Linked DNA regions of Mus musculus: regions 1 and 2 are each linked to region 3. Evidence: chromatin contacts called from public promoter capture Hi-C data. All regions are on one chromosome and are shown on one strand. The core of a region is the stretch at or near the end of the contact, and the rest is flanking DNA. Distances in the headings are between cores, read along the strand shown. Region 1 holds the start of Arid5b (AT rich interactive domain 5B (MRF1-like)). Region 2 holds the start of Ado (2-aminoethanethiol (cysteamine) dioxygenase). Region 3 holds the start of Cisd1 (CDGSH iron sulfur domain 1).

Evidence for each region. Promoter capture Hi-C pulls out the DNA fragments that hold promoters and counts their contacts.
Region 1: a promoter capture Hi-C map of pre-B cells shows a contact between it and region 3. The contact joins the promoter of Arid5b here to the promoter of Cisd1 in region 3. A contact is called at or near these places in 1 of 39 promoter capture datasets (pre-B cells) and 1 of 484 Hi-C or Micro-C datasets (myeloid progenitors).
Region 2: a contact with region 3 is called in a promoter capture Hi-C map of pre-B cells. The contact joins the promoter of Ado here to the promoter of Cisd1 in region 3. A contact is called at or near these places in 1 of 39 promoter capture datasets (pre-B cells) and 1 of 484 Hi-C or Micro-C datasets (muscle stem cells).

What each region holds. Positions count from the first base shown.
Region 1 is chr10:68,275,976-68,280,447 of GRCm38.p6, forward strand. Arid5b (AT rich interactive domain 5B (MRF1-like)) reads right to left here and starts at 2,751. Exons shown (of 10, transcript NM_023598.2): 1 at 2,715-2,751; 2 at 1,955-2,209. The coding sequence starts at 2,735.
Region 2 is chr10:67,547,084-67,551,668 of GRCm38.p6, forward strand. It overlaps Ado (2-aminoethanethiol (cysteamine) dioxygenase), which reads right to left and starts at 1,872. Exons shown (of 1, transcript NM_001005419.2): 1 at 1-1,872. The coding sequence starts at 1,690. The coding sequence ends at 920.
Region 3 is chr10:71,342,733-71,346,871 of GRCm38.p6, forward strand. Cisd1 (CDGSH iron sulfur domain 1) reads right to left here and starts at 2,117. Exons shown (of 3, transcript NM_134007.4): 1 at 1,992-2,117. The coding sequence starts at 2,022.

The sequences.
Region 1 (4,472 bases), core at 1,501-4,000, 3.1 Mb before region 3:
TCAACAGTTCTGACAGACAGATGGGATCGTCTGTGGATTTTATTCTTAAATCAGAATTTGCCGTTTAGTTACATCAACAGAAATTAAAGAGGACCTAGTGGGGTCAACTCGGGGTCTTTTAAACAAATATTCCAATTTCAATTAAAAAAAAAAAGAGTGACCACAAATATCCCATAAAACACTGAATGATTTCCTCCTGGGTTTAGTCCGAAGTCTGTTAGGCACCAGCTCTTTTCTGGATATTTAATCCTTCCCTTCTCCAGATCACAGGCCATGTTGAAGTAATAAATTTGAAAAGCAAATAATAAGAAATCAGGAAGGGGGAGGGAGAGAAGGAAGACAGCTGCGCAGCAAAGTTGGGTCGGGGGAGGGGCTTGAGCCCAGGGGGGTGGGGAGGAAGGCGCTCAACCTGTTGGTGGGCTGCAGGGGTCCCACTCTGCATCCACACACCACCTTAGTCAGGCTGCAGGCGGAGCCCGGAAAGCCGAATGCTTACACCCTAGGCTTTTCGGGGAGGGCGGGGGAGGGGTGTGTGCCGGGAGGAGGGCGGAGCTTATTTCCGAAAAGGCAGATTCCTGGGCCGAGGTTCTGACGAACTCCCTTAATTAACCAGCCGCGGACCACTGAGGGGTAATTCGATCCGGGGGAGAGGGAGTGAGCTAGCAAGGCCAAAAGTGCAATCAACTCCATCAGCTCCAGGAATTTCTGCCTGGGCTGGCAGCTCCAGGGCCCCGGAGGAGTTCAGCACCGAACCATTCATTTAACAACAGACCTACCTCGAAAGCTCGCGAGCCTGGCGCCGAGCTAGCTGCCCTCAAAAGTCTCAGTCTGATCACCCTGCTCTGTCTCGGGAGACACAAAGCCTGGCCAGGGGGCCGTGCGCCCTCCCTCCCACCGCGCCCTGGGCGCAGACTCCCCAAAATAGTTCCCGTGTGTGTGTGTGTGTGTGTGTGTGTGTGTGTGTGTGTGTGTGTGTGTGTGTGAGTGTGTGTGTGTAGGGGGGTAACGATCACTCCACCAAGCTCGGCCCTCGGACCCGGGGAGCCCATAGAGGTGCGGTCACACCCGCAGTGACAGAGCCCGAGGGAGGTGGCCTGGTGGCGGCGCCGCAGGGTCCTCCCCGCGTCCATCCCGCGCACAGACTCGCACCTCACCGCAGAGGCCCCTGCACCCAGCCCCACACCCTACTGGAAGACGTCCACTTCGCGTGGAGTCACTGGAAACCAGAACATCAAATGGCTCCGGGAGGAGGGGGAGTGGGCGCGAGATAGTTCTTAATGCCGAACGTGTTTGTGCCGGTTACACGACCGCTTTGAAATCCGCCCGGGCAGATGCGCAAGTTATTTGAATGTATTATCCCAGTACCTGTCATTTATCACTTCAGTCAACACGCCTTTGCCAACTCAATTGCTTTTGATCTCATTCTGCCTCCGTTTCGTAATTTCCGCCCTCTTAAACATATCAAATACTTAAAAGAAAAAAAAAAAACGTGAACAATATCAAAACCCACTAAAAGAAAGCTACCCAGCCCAGGAGCCAGGCATGAAGTAAAAAAATTAAAAAAATTAAAAAGCAAAAAATATGTACATTAAAATATGTATATTAAAGCATGAGATATTAATCTTCAAGAAGAGGTAGCTAAACGAACACACACACACACACACACACACACACACACACACACACACACACCCTGGAACAAAACCCTTCTTGACAAGTTATTTGATCTTGACTAAAATCAGCAGTTGGACGGTCTTTGTAAAGCTGACAGCCAAACTCTGACAATGGTAAAATACTCCAGCCCCAGTTAGTGGCGCTACCCCTTTAAAAAACGAGCGGATCCTGCTCACCGCAGAACTGAATACAGTATTTTCAAGCTTGCCTTATAATACGCATTACTGGAGGGGGGGGGTAGATAATAAAGAAGGAAGAGAGGGAGAGATAGGTTTACCACCTCGCCATGGTCGCTATTTCTGCCCTGGGGAGTGTCTTCGGGGAGGAAATAAAGTTTCGAGCTGGATAAAAGTTGCCGGCTGGTCCTTTCTTCCCACAACAGCTGGAGCTCCGCTATGCAAATCGGATCCTTTGGCGTACATCTTACAAAGAAAAAGTCGCCAAGGGACAAGATTCTTGGTTTGCCTTCAAGGTGGAATTGAAAAGCCTTATAAAAAATATAAGGTCCGTGCAAGCCACACGGTGAGCCGACCCACTGCAGGAGGGGGAGAGAGAGGGAGAGAGAGAGAGAGAAAAAAAAAAGCACCACGTAAATAATGTAGCCATCAAGCACAAATATCTATTCCCAGGCACATTAACACACAAGACTCTCAATACAGACCGGCCCACAGATAGAACGCTGGGTGAAAAAATATTACAAAACCCACTAATTTTCTGCCTCCCTTAAAAAAAAAAAAAGAAAGAAAGAAAAAGAAAAGAAAAGAAAGAAAGAAAGAAAAGAAAAGAAAAAAAAAGCCCTCCGGGTCCCCACCACCCCTCCCCAGTTCCCCATATGAGGCGATAAAATTACATTATGTAGGTATGATCAGCGCAGGGATTTTTAAAAAAAACAATAAAAATGATTTTGGGGGGATGCAGAGGGTAAAAGTTTGGTAAAAAGTTTGTGGGGGGTGTGAGGGGGTGTGAGGGGGTGGGTGAGCTGGGGGGCTGGGGGGTGCCGGGGGGCGCCGGGACCGCAGGAGCGGAGGAGAGCGAAATACCTGGAGTGAGTTGGGCTCCATCTCGACGTTCTGAATTGATTGAACTCAACATTCTCTCCAAACTTGTTGGCTTGAATGGATTGCATCAGGTCCTGGCAGGGGAAAGCATTCTCTGCTTGCAGCCGGCGTGATGTCTCAATATAAAACTAAGCTCTAGCCTCCCCCTCAGCACCAAAATGATTGAAAATATATCCTAATATTTCCTCGAAGACTCAATTTTCATCTCCTGTAAAAAAGATGTGGGTTTGCTGCCAAAGATGGGTTGATCAAATTCGAAATAGGGAGAAGGGCTAAGTCCGACCTCGGCGGGAAGAGAATGGATCAAGGCAAAAAGCAGACAGGAAGATGTAAAAAAAAATTGAAACCCATCCTAAAACCAAGTAATGAGGGTATCTTTCTCTTCTCAGTTCCTCGTGTCTGTGGGTAACGTCGGTTGAGATTTTTGGAGCAGACCAAGTCTCTCGAGCTGCGTTGTGCATCTGACAGGACCTGCTTGTATATGTCTAATATAAAGAACATTTCCTGCAGAGATTCCGGGGCGCCGCTCCTCTTTCTAATGCTCCTTAGCAGATTTGCTGTTATTAGACATGTAGATTTGTTTGATAGTTAAATTACGTTTCCTCACTGCCATGTTTGAGAGAACTAATCTGTTAAATTATCTTCTGATGCCTATTTACACGGAAGGGAAAAGTGGGTTATCGATTATATAAACATATAAATATTAATGCATTTGTTCGCTTCGCAAAAAAAAAATACTCAGCAGGGGGGAAAAAAAGGAAGAAGAAGAGCAGAAAGACAAGTGAGCAGTACACACACGTCTCGTGATTTTGCAACAATATTGAACGGACAGCAACTACATTTAGGGAGAGGAACAATAAACCATGCATGATAAATCAATACATGCGAGCCGCGAGTCTGCTCGGAATATGAATTCGGGCTCTGGGTTCTGCGTGTGCATTCTTTAATTTTGAAGTATATACACTCGTACGTGTTTACAATGCTGATGGACGCCAAGGGCTCTCTCAAATGATAATGTGTTTATATAACCCGGCGCTACAGGAATAATATACCGACTTCTACCCCACCCCCAATCCTTCCCGTGCCCCCCTCCTCCCAAAAGGGAGGGGGAGCTTTCTCGGTAATAGTTTGAAACTGAAAAAAATAATCCATTTGCAAACTAGTTAAATACCATCAGAAATTAAGCTGTTGGAAACGGAGGTGGGGGGTGGTTAACACAACGTAAGACAATAAAGGTTTTAAATGTGTATATTTATTGTTCTGGAGCCCTGGAGCATTGCGCGGTTTGCATGCACGGCTATTATGCAAACAGAGAAACTTAAGAGCCACAGAACAAGGAACAGGCAGGGACTGCAAAACCCTCGCTCGCTGCGACCCAGCTGCCGGTCCTCCGCCTGGCTCGCTTGCATTTTCGCAGCATTGATGTAAAATGGTGTACTCGCTTCCTCCACCCCTTCCCGGCTCTCCTCCCACTCTTTCCAGCACCCCTCCCCAACCCCCCAGCGATTTTATTATATTGGCACCAATCTTTCCAGAGTGGGTCTGGCAGGCTAAAAAAGTAAACATGTACTATATGGGGGATAAGGTTTGTATAGTACGACAGTTGAAACTCGATCCGCGATAAAATTACAGGATGTTGAAATTACTAGCAAGCTATTTTTAACGCTTTCGCAACGTTTCACCTCTACCCGCAGCATCGAGTTGAGACAGGATTACTTTAATGAAAATTATATTCACATG
Region 2 (4,585 bases), core at 622-3,121, 3.8 Mb before region 3:
CAGTTATTTGGAAGCATAGCAGATTCCGCTCCTCGGAATCGTCTGGTTAGAAAACACATAATTATTGTATCATCTTTGAAGCACGTCAAGGAAAAAGTCAGCTGAGGATAATAATCGTCTTTGCTTTAAAGGCAAATCCCCAATAGCAACAAAAAAATTTGTTTAAACGACAGATCTTGAGACCCAAGGGAAAGACGAGCTTTAAGGGCCTGACAAGAGAATTCGCGTATGTGACCTTCTTACTAAAGGTTACCTGAGTACACCAGAAGTGGCTACCAAGCCAGGGGAGGAAAGACATCGTCCTCAACACGCACAGTTATGAGGGTGAACCCCAGTGCTAGAAAGATGTCTTTTCAGAACTCCTCACTTTAGATGCTGAGTAGTTTGTGTGTGTGTTTTAACCAAACGAATAACTAAAAAAAAAAAAAAAAAAAAAAAAAAGAAAACAAGAACAATTCAAGGTCATGCACAATCAGTAATAAATTAAACTATTAAGGAGCAATCGTGGGCAGGAGAGAAAACAAATCTGAGTCACCGAAGGGAAGAGGGATTCAAAACTACTTAGTGTATTTTGTAGAGAATGAGAAACAAAAATGGTTTCATTATGGCTTTAGGATGGAAGCGCTTTAGGGTCCCTGCCCGGTTCCCTTAAATCAAAGCCTTGGTGGCACTGAGGATACCAGGAATCAACCTAGCCTTCCGCCCACCCGCCCCCATAACCGTGCCCGGTGGTGGCTGTACTCCAGTGGGCCGTGTTCCCCAAGGTTCCTCAAGATGTGGCGCTGGTCACTCCAGTAAATCCATCGTCCAGGCGAGGGGGCGGAGAGAAGAGCCCTTATGGAAGATAGAGGGCAGCCAGGCCTTTCTTGAGCAGGGCAGGGTACATCTTTGGCCCACAGTTCCCCGGGCGGCAGGAGCTTCAAGGTAGGACCTTGGGGCCTGGATAGGGCTCTCCCTCGCACCAGAAGTCGTCGGCCTGTGGTGTCTCCAGGAGCCACACTTCTCGGGGAAGGTCGCAGGCAGAGCCGGAAGCCTCCTTGGGTCTGATGGGCTCCACTACACGGTAATAGTGGCAGTCCCGGCCGTCCTCCGGGTCGTAGGGTGGGGCCAGGATGTCCAGGAAGGCAGCTGGCCCGTCCACGGCATCAATCTGGTGCAGGTTGTCCCGGTGTGGAGTGAGCACGCAGGGCCCACTGGCCTCGGTGTACTCGGCCCGGGAACGCAGCACGCCCGGTCGCACGGCCTCCCGCTCCAAGGGCTGCAGCGGGGGCTCGAACTGCTGCTCTGGCGGCGGCCGCCGATGCCCGGCCCCCGTGTCCAGCTTGTCCATGCAGCTGATGCGGACCGTGCCGTACAGCACCTTGAGCATACCGTGCATGCCCGGGTGGTCGTGCAGCGGGATGCACGTGCCGCTCTTGAGCAGGAACACGCCCAGGCTGAAGCCCTCCGTCTCGTAGATGTGCATGTAGGTGACCGGCGGGAGGTTGCGGGGCAGCGGCTGCGGCAGCGCCTTGCGCGGCGCGATGTTGAGGTCCTCGGCGCGCACCTGGGTCAGCAGGCTCTTGAGCAGGCTCAGGTTCTCCGGGAAGCCCGGCGCCGGCCCTTCGGAGCCCGTCGAGCTGCCGCGGAAGGTGAGACACGCCTGGCGAGCGATGCGCTGGATCAGGGAGGCCATGTTGTCGCGGGGCATGCTTGGCGCTTCCTGCGCGGCTCGCGGCCGGCCCGTTCCGCCTCTGCGCCGCCCCTTGCGGTCTCCGGCGGCCGCCACGGCTACCCGCGCGGACCCCCGCGCCAGGCGGGAGACCTCCCCGCAACAACCGGCCAGCGGGGCGCGCGGGGCCGCCTTGCACGGTCGCCCGCTTAGCGCGCCAATGGTCGGGCGCTTGCCCGCGCGCGAAGGCGAGTGCGCACGCGCACGGCCGCTACCCGCACTCACGCTCCGGGGCCCAGACAGGCGCTGGCGCGGGCCGTGCCAGGCGCTGCCTCACGCGCGGAGCTCCATTCACGCGGCCCACACCAACGACTACAGCCGGGCGCGGCGGGAGCGCCGCAAGGCACGCTGGGATGTGTAGTCCGAGCCTGCGCTTGCGCGGGGCACGAACGCGTCCTGCGGAGCAGGGGAAACCAGGATTTTTTTAAGAACTTGGCAGAAAGCGAGCAGCGCGTTCGTTTTGCAGAGCCTCAGGGTGTTTACTTGTTTGATAAAACTGAACTATTATTGCAAGAGATATAGCCAGTTAACTACAACTCCCGCCATCCCCGCAGTCGGGGTGACATACTTCCGGCAGCTGGTGGAGGCTTCTCGCCGCTGGGAAAAAAACGGCACAAGAGGGTCGTTAACCTTCTTGTGCCGCTAGGGCCTGCTGGGTCACTCGGGGTCACCTTTGACCCTTGCTCCCTAGGAATGAGGTTTCGGGGTCAACCTTAGCTGCTCGTAGGCCACACTGTGTGCGCCGTGGAGATCTGTGGATGGCGCTTGTCTATTTTTCTGTTTCTTAGGAGGTGAATGGGGTCGGGCGGGTAACCAAAGCGGTCACCCAGCACAGCTGTGCGCAGCTGTTGTTTGCCTCTGGGCCTGATGACGCTGCTCCTTGACTCACTGATAGCGGGAAGCTTTGAGAGGCCATTTGCTACAGCCAAGGGTTCTGTATACTAGTGGTTATCCATCCGTAGGGCGCCCGAGAAACACCAGTTGAGGGGCAAGGGGCGTTTTGTCAGAATAGATTATCGCTGTCATGAGTCTCTAGAGCAATGCAACTATCGGGCTGGTTTATGAAGTTAGGTCACCGCAGAGTGATTATTCTCTGGACTTTTTGCAGACGTAGGTGGTGGCTGGCAAAGGAAGATAGTAGATATTATGAATTTAAATCTTACCCTTGAATTTAAGGTCTTCTTGGACTTTCAGAATTAAACATGGGTTTATAACTGCAGTGGCCCAGGAAATCCTTTTCAGTTAAGAAGGCAGGCTTTTAGTGTGTATGTGTGTGTGGGTTTTGCATCCTAGCCAGTAAGTGTGGTATTCCAGGTACCTTGTTAAATACATTAAATAATGAGTTTTATCTTAGTAATACCCTCACAGAAACTTTTAAGACGTAGGCACTGACTGTATTATTCCCCGCCTGTACACGAGAGATTAATTTGCAGGTGCGCATTTGGAAAAGACGTAAGTGCAACTTAACGAAACACAGTTTGAATTGGTGTAAAAGGAACCAAGGGACACAAGGACGTAGCTTCTGCAGCTTATTGTGGTGCTCACAAGCTGTGGCTTTCTGCACAGCGTACCTTTCCAAGTCCTCAGTTCATTCCTCCAAAGAATGCTGGGTTTGATGCATCCAGACTTCTGAGTCATTGTTTCTCACCCAAAGTCCCTCGGTAGCTTAAAGGGCGATTCTAGACGTTATACCCCAGGGCTTCTGATTCAGTATTGGGGTGAAGGATAGAATTCTGGTTGAGAGGTGCCCACTGAAGTGGTTCGAGGTTCAGCACCCATGTTGGGGGGGGTGTCACTGTGAGATCTGTAAATGGTGAGCCAACCCCATTTACATTCCACAGTAAGAGCAACTATTTGGCTACGTAAATGGATCCTTAAGATTACTTGTGTTTGAGCCGGGCAGTGGTGGCGCACGTCTTTAATCCCAGCACTCGGGAGGCAGAGGCGGGCGGATTTCTGAGTTCGAGGCTTACAGAGTGAGTTCCAGGGATAGCTAGGGCTACACAGAGAAACCCTGTCTCAAACAAACAAACAAACAAAAAGATTACTTGTGTTTTAGAAGCTGGTGGTGTGCCATCCTTAAATGCACTATGGAAGTTCATCATGTAAGGAAATCCCATGCAGTTTATTTGTAAAGTAAGGAATATTTAAGAGAAAGTTCTTTTGTTTTCACATACAGATTTTTTTGCTTACTGGCTTTACTTGTATAAAGAGTAGTTAGCAGGAGAAACAGACACCAAAGAGCACAGACCTAAGCAGCATACAGCCTGCTTGATTTCCACGCCCCCCACCCCCTCTTTAATAGTTGTCTGCAGTTACATGAAGGAAGCTGTATTTCATCTGTCAACTGGAAGGTTAGATACTTATGCAAATGCCCAATGATGCCTTTGGGAACAGAGTAACTACCACAGGACAATAGGTATTATTAAGATTTTTCAGTGGCTACAAGTTACCCTTTAGAGACCAATAGGTTTAGGCACTCAGTGAGTGCTAAAGCAGGAATGTGGACTTTACCGGTTTCAGAGCAGAGCTTTTCAAGGTTATTTTATTTGCTTTGACCTAGTAATGGCTCCTCTCAGGCCCTCATTTTTCATCTGCTAGCTGATAAAAGTTTCCAGACAACCTGCATAGGAAACACTGGGGGTGCTTGTCCAAAGGGCTCGTCCCAAATTACATTAAAATCTGCAGGAGAATCTTTTGTGTGTTGAAGTTTTGGAGACCCAGTGGGTGTCCGCCTGTGGTACTTTATAAGTCACAGGGCCTTCACAGTTCCCTTTGATGCTGTCCTTCAGAGCTGCACCAAGGAAGGAGGATAACTGAGCCTAGTGGGTTTGCCCACCAGAAGGGCTTTGCTCGGCTTTTCTGTCCCACTGT
Region 3 (4,139 bases), core at 867-3,366:
TATAACCCAACTCTGAGTTGGAAGAGGTTGGTAGAAAAGACTTGTAAAACCTTTAGGACTCTCCGTATAGTCTTCATAATGATCTCTATGTTTTTCATAACTAAAAAAAAAAAAATAAGTTGCCGGGCAGTGGTTATGCATGTCTGTAATCCCAGCACTTGGGAGGCAGAGGCAGGTGGATTTCTGAGTTCGAGGCCAGCCTGGTCTACAGAGTGAGTTCCAGGACAGCCAGGATGGCACAGAGAAACCCTGTCTCGAAAAACCAAAAAAAAAAAAAAAAAAAAAAAAGTTTTCCAGCACAACAAAGGTGAGTACTTCAAGTTGAAGCCAACTGAGGGTCTTCACCAAGAAGTTTCATATTTCTTAGATAATAAAAGACTAATGAAAAGTCACTTTTGAGCTTCCCTGTGCCCACAAATTAAGGCAAATTAAACCCTTACCTTTTGGCTGCAGGAAAGACTAGCCTGCAAAGTGTGACTAGTTCTTGGGGCTCACCTCCTTTGTCTTTAATAGCTCCATTATCTAAATCAGGACCTAGTGTCTGCTTACGAAATATGAGCCCAGATTTCAAACAAAAACACATTTTGCAATCTTTTTGCCCAACCTCACCCACATACAAGTGTTCCTACGAAATTAAAACAACTGCACCACAAATCATGTGAGCATTTTATTTTATGCAACCGTCTTATTACCAAGAACACTGTTTTTCCAGGTGTGATGGCAGGCCTATATAGGTTCAGCACTGCAGAGGTTGATACAAGAGGATTTCAAGGTTAGCTTGGGCTATAGAGATCATGTCTCAAAAAGACAAACAAAACAGATTTTTAAAAACCACGAAGAAAACTTAAGTTCACCAAAGTGGATGCATTTAAAGGAGTCCCCAAATGGCTACCCTTTAAAATAAAGTTTGCAGAGAATCATTTCTTTTTGTCTGTAGTATTTTTAAACTATCTGCATGGGCTTTAGCATGATGGCTCAGTGGGAAAAGGTGCCTGCTGTCAAGATGGATGACCTGGGTTTGATCCCTGGGACTCACAGGGTGGAAGAGAATCCGCTCCTACAAGTTATCTATTCACTTCCACACAAGCCATGGCACTAGGTACAGACACACTCACACAAATAAATGTTAAGAAAATAAAATAAAAAACTTGTTCTCCCTATCTGCCCAGTCAGTTTCGTCGATATTAAGTAGAACTTTCCAGTATATAGAACCAACCTACTACAAAACTAAGGTCCCACTTCCCCAGTCAGTCACCCTGTGGGCAACCAGGCTAGAGAGGCACGGTTCACCCCCCAAAACCCCCGTCCTTCCTGACACCCTGACGTTGGGGACTGGTCACGTTAGGGATAGTTACAGAACCGAGCAGTATAGACGATCCCTATTTGCTGAATGAATCAGTGGGGCTCACTGTAATTTAATTTTTTTACTTTTACTCAACTAAAGGTTAGAAGTAACCAAACCCTGGGGTGTGGCGTTTTTATATCGGGGCAGTCAGTCACGCATATCGCACAGGTTGTAGTAATTTTAACAGTTGATCACCAGGGACTTTACACTAGCCAAGTTTCACAAATTCAATTCTAGTCAGATTTCTACAAACTTCTGTTTTCAACGCTAGGGAAAAAGGCCATTTTCAGTGGTTTCTCAGACCACTGTCACCAGCGGCCGGATGCAAAGTACGAAAGAAACTTGGAAATTGAAGACCTTGGATTGGGTTTCTTTACCTAGAATTACAAAGCCAGCAAAAGCAAAACACCTACGACGTGACCAGTCCCCGGTGTCAGGGTCTCAGGAAGCGCAGGAGCGTTTTGGGGTGGACTGCGCCCCGCTATCTTGGTTGCTCACAGCGTGGCTGGCCCGGGAAGTGGTCCAGGGCCGGGATGCCGGCCCGCACCAGCATCCCCCGAGCGCTCCGCAGGCCTGCGCCTGCCCTTGTGCTGGTCAAGGTGACAGTCCGGATAAGGGTGGCGGGGACCGGCCGCGGGCGGCTCACCTCGCACAGCGGAGTTGGAGCTGAGGCCCATGGCGCGGGCAGCAGGAAGGCCGTGGCAGGACCGCGCGAGCGAGCGCTGGGGACCGCGGAGACTTGGGCAAGACGCGACCTCGGGGCCCACTCACTGCCACTGCGCAGGCGCCGCGGCAAGCTGGGAGCGCGTGTGCCGGCGCGCCGGTAGAGTCGCGCATGCGCAGCTGGTCCAACCCGGCAGACGGGTGAGGATTTGACAACCGCGGGATAGCCTTAGGCGCCAAGGCGGTGACTGCGTCTGCGCCGCCCGGGCGAGCCTATCCAGGCCGGGTTTTACCGTCGGTCCAGTTGAGAGCGTTTCAGGTGACTCAGGACAAGTACCTGCAGGACTGTCGGCCGATGGCCTGCCGATCCTTTGACTTTTGGTAATAAGTTACACAAGGTGTGGCCAGCTCAGCTGTGGGTCCTGCAAATCTGACCAGCTCCACTGTGGGTCCCGCAAAGACAGATTTTGCCTTAGGATGCCAGTGCAGGCACACGGGCATCGATGGAGCTGTGTCTAGAGCTTCCTCTAGCCACATTGGGCCTCCATCCCTTCAGCCTCTGACCCTGCCACTCATGCATCCAGAAAGTCCCAGAAAGACAAAAACAAAAACAACTTGCTTCGGCTGGTGAAGCAGCTCAGCGGCTCTCTGCTTTCACAACGGTATGGTGTTTGCCCAACATGCACAACACTCTGCCTTCAATTCCCAGCATTGCCATGAATAAATAAACATAAGTAGACTGTCCACTTAGAAAAACGATTTAGAAGGCTGCAGTGGCTTAGATGCCTAGGACCAGCTTCTGCATGGAGAGGGGTTCTGAGAGAAGGGGTGCCTGGGAGCGGCGAAAACAAACGACTTGGGTCCAAGCTGGCGGCCTTGGTTCTGCTAAGATGGCTTTCCAAATTGCCCGCCCTCTTTCCCTCCTTCAGTCTGTCTCTCTCTCTTTTTCTCTCTGTGTTCTGCTCTGATGTAGACAGATTTTCTTGCTATTTTACAAATTCTGATTGAGATAGCTTTCTCTGCTAGTAAAACTAGAAGCTATCAGGAAAAACTGCTACAAAAAATTATTGGATCTTCAAACCAAGTCGGAAATTCTCTCAAGAAAATATTCTTGAAGAGCTGTTTTCGATCTCCAGAGATCTCCATACAGCTCTGCTCTCCTTAGAGGAAATTCTATTTTTTTTTTTTCTTTTGGTTTTTTGAGACAGGGTTTCTCTGTATAGCCCTGGCTGTCCTGGCACTCACTTTGTAGACCAGGCTGGCCTCGAACTCAGAAATCCGCCTGCCTCTGCCTCCCAAGTGCTGGGATTAAAGGCGTGCGCCACCACGCCCCGCTTAGAGGAAATTCTAAAGAACTGTTATTGCTGTCTGCTAGCTCAAAAGTCCTGGTTTGTTTTTTTTTTTTTTTTCATTTTTCTTTTTAAATTTACACCTCAATTCAATTATTTATTCCAGGTTCTCTTTTGATTATCCTATGAATCAGCATCCCCTGACCCCACCCCTTTGATTCTTAGGAAAACAGCAAGCACATGTTTTCTTTTAACATTGCAAAAGAATTCCGAGATCTGCCTGCTGTGTTACACACGGTTGCTAAGCTAGCTGGGTGGGATCAGCTAGCTGGGTGGATCTCCTGAAAAGACCATTTCTACCTGAGCTTGGATTTGCTGTGCCCCAGGCTGAACTTGAACTCAGGAATCTGCCTGTCTTTGTATCTTTCTGACAAGCTGGCTCATTAGTGCAGTTGTCTTTGCTCCTTTAGAGTCCTGAAGCCCCTCATAATTCATATTGCATCCTGAAGGTCCTGGGTTTACCATTTTGCTGAAACATTAGCCACACCTTTGCCTCCTGTAATACTCATGCTGTCTTAGATTATCATGGAGTCATTATCCTTAAGAGAGAGGACATTCCCTGAAGGGATGTGAAAACATGTACATTATTTATTACACAAACAAGCCTTATGCCCACAGAAGACACTGGACACTTTCCACGAAGGGCTCAGCAACATCTGGAGGCTCACACCAGGGCCCTGTACCAGCAGCAGGAACTGTGTTACTCTGTTTCCACCAGAGTTTGGCACTTAAGAGATTCAGCCTTGGGGCTGAAGAGATGGCTCAGCAGTTAGGAGCACACT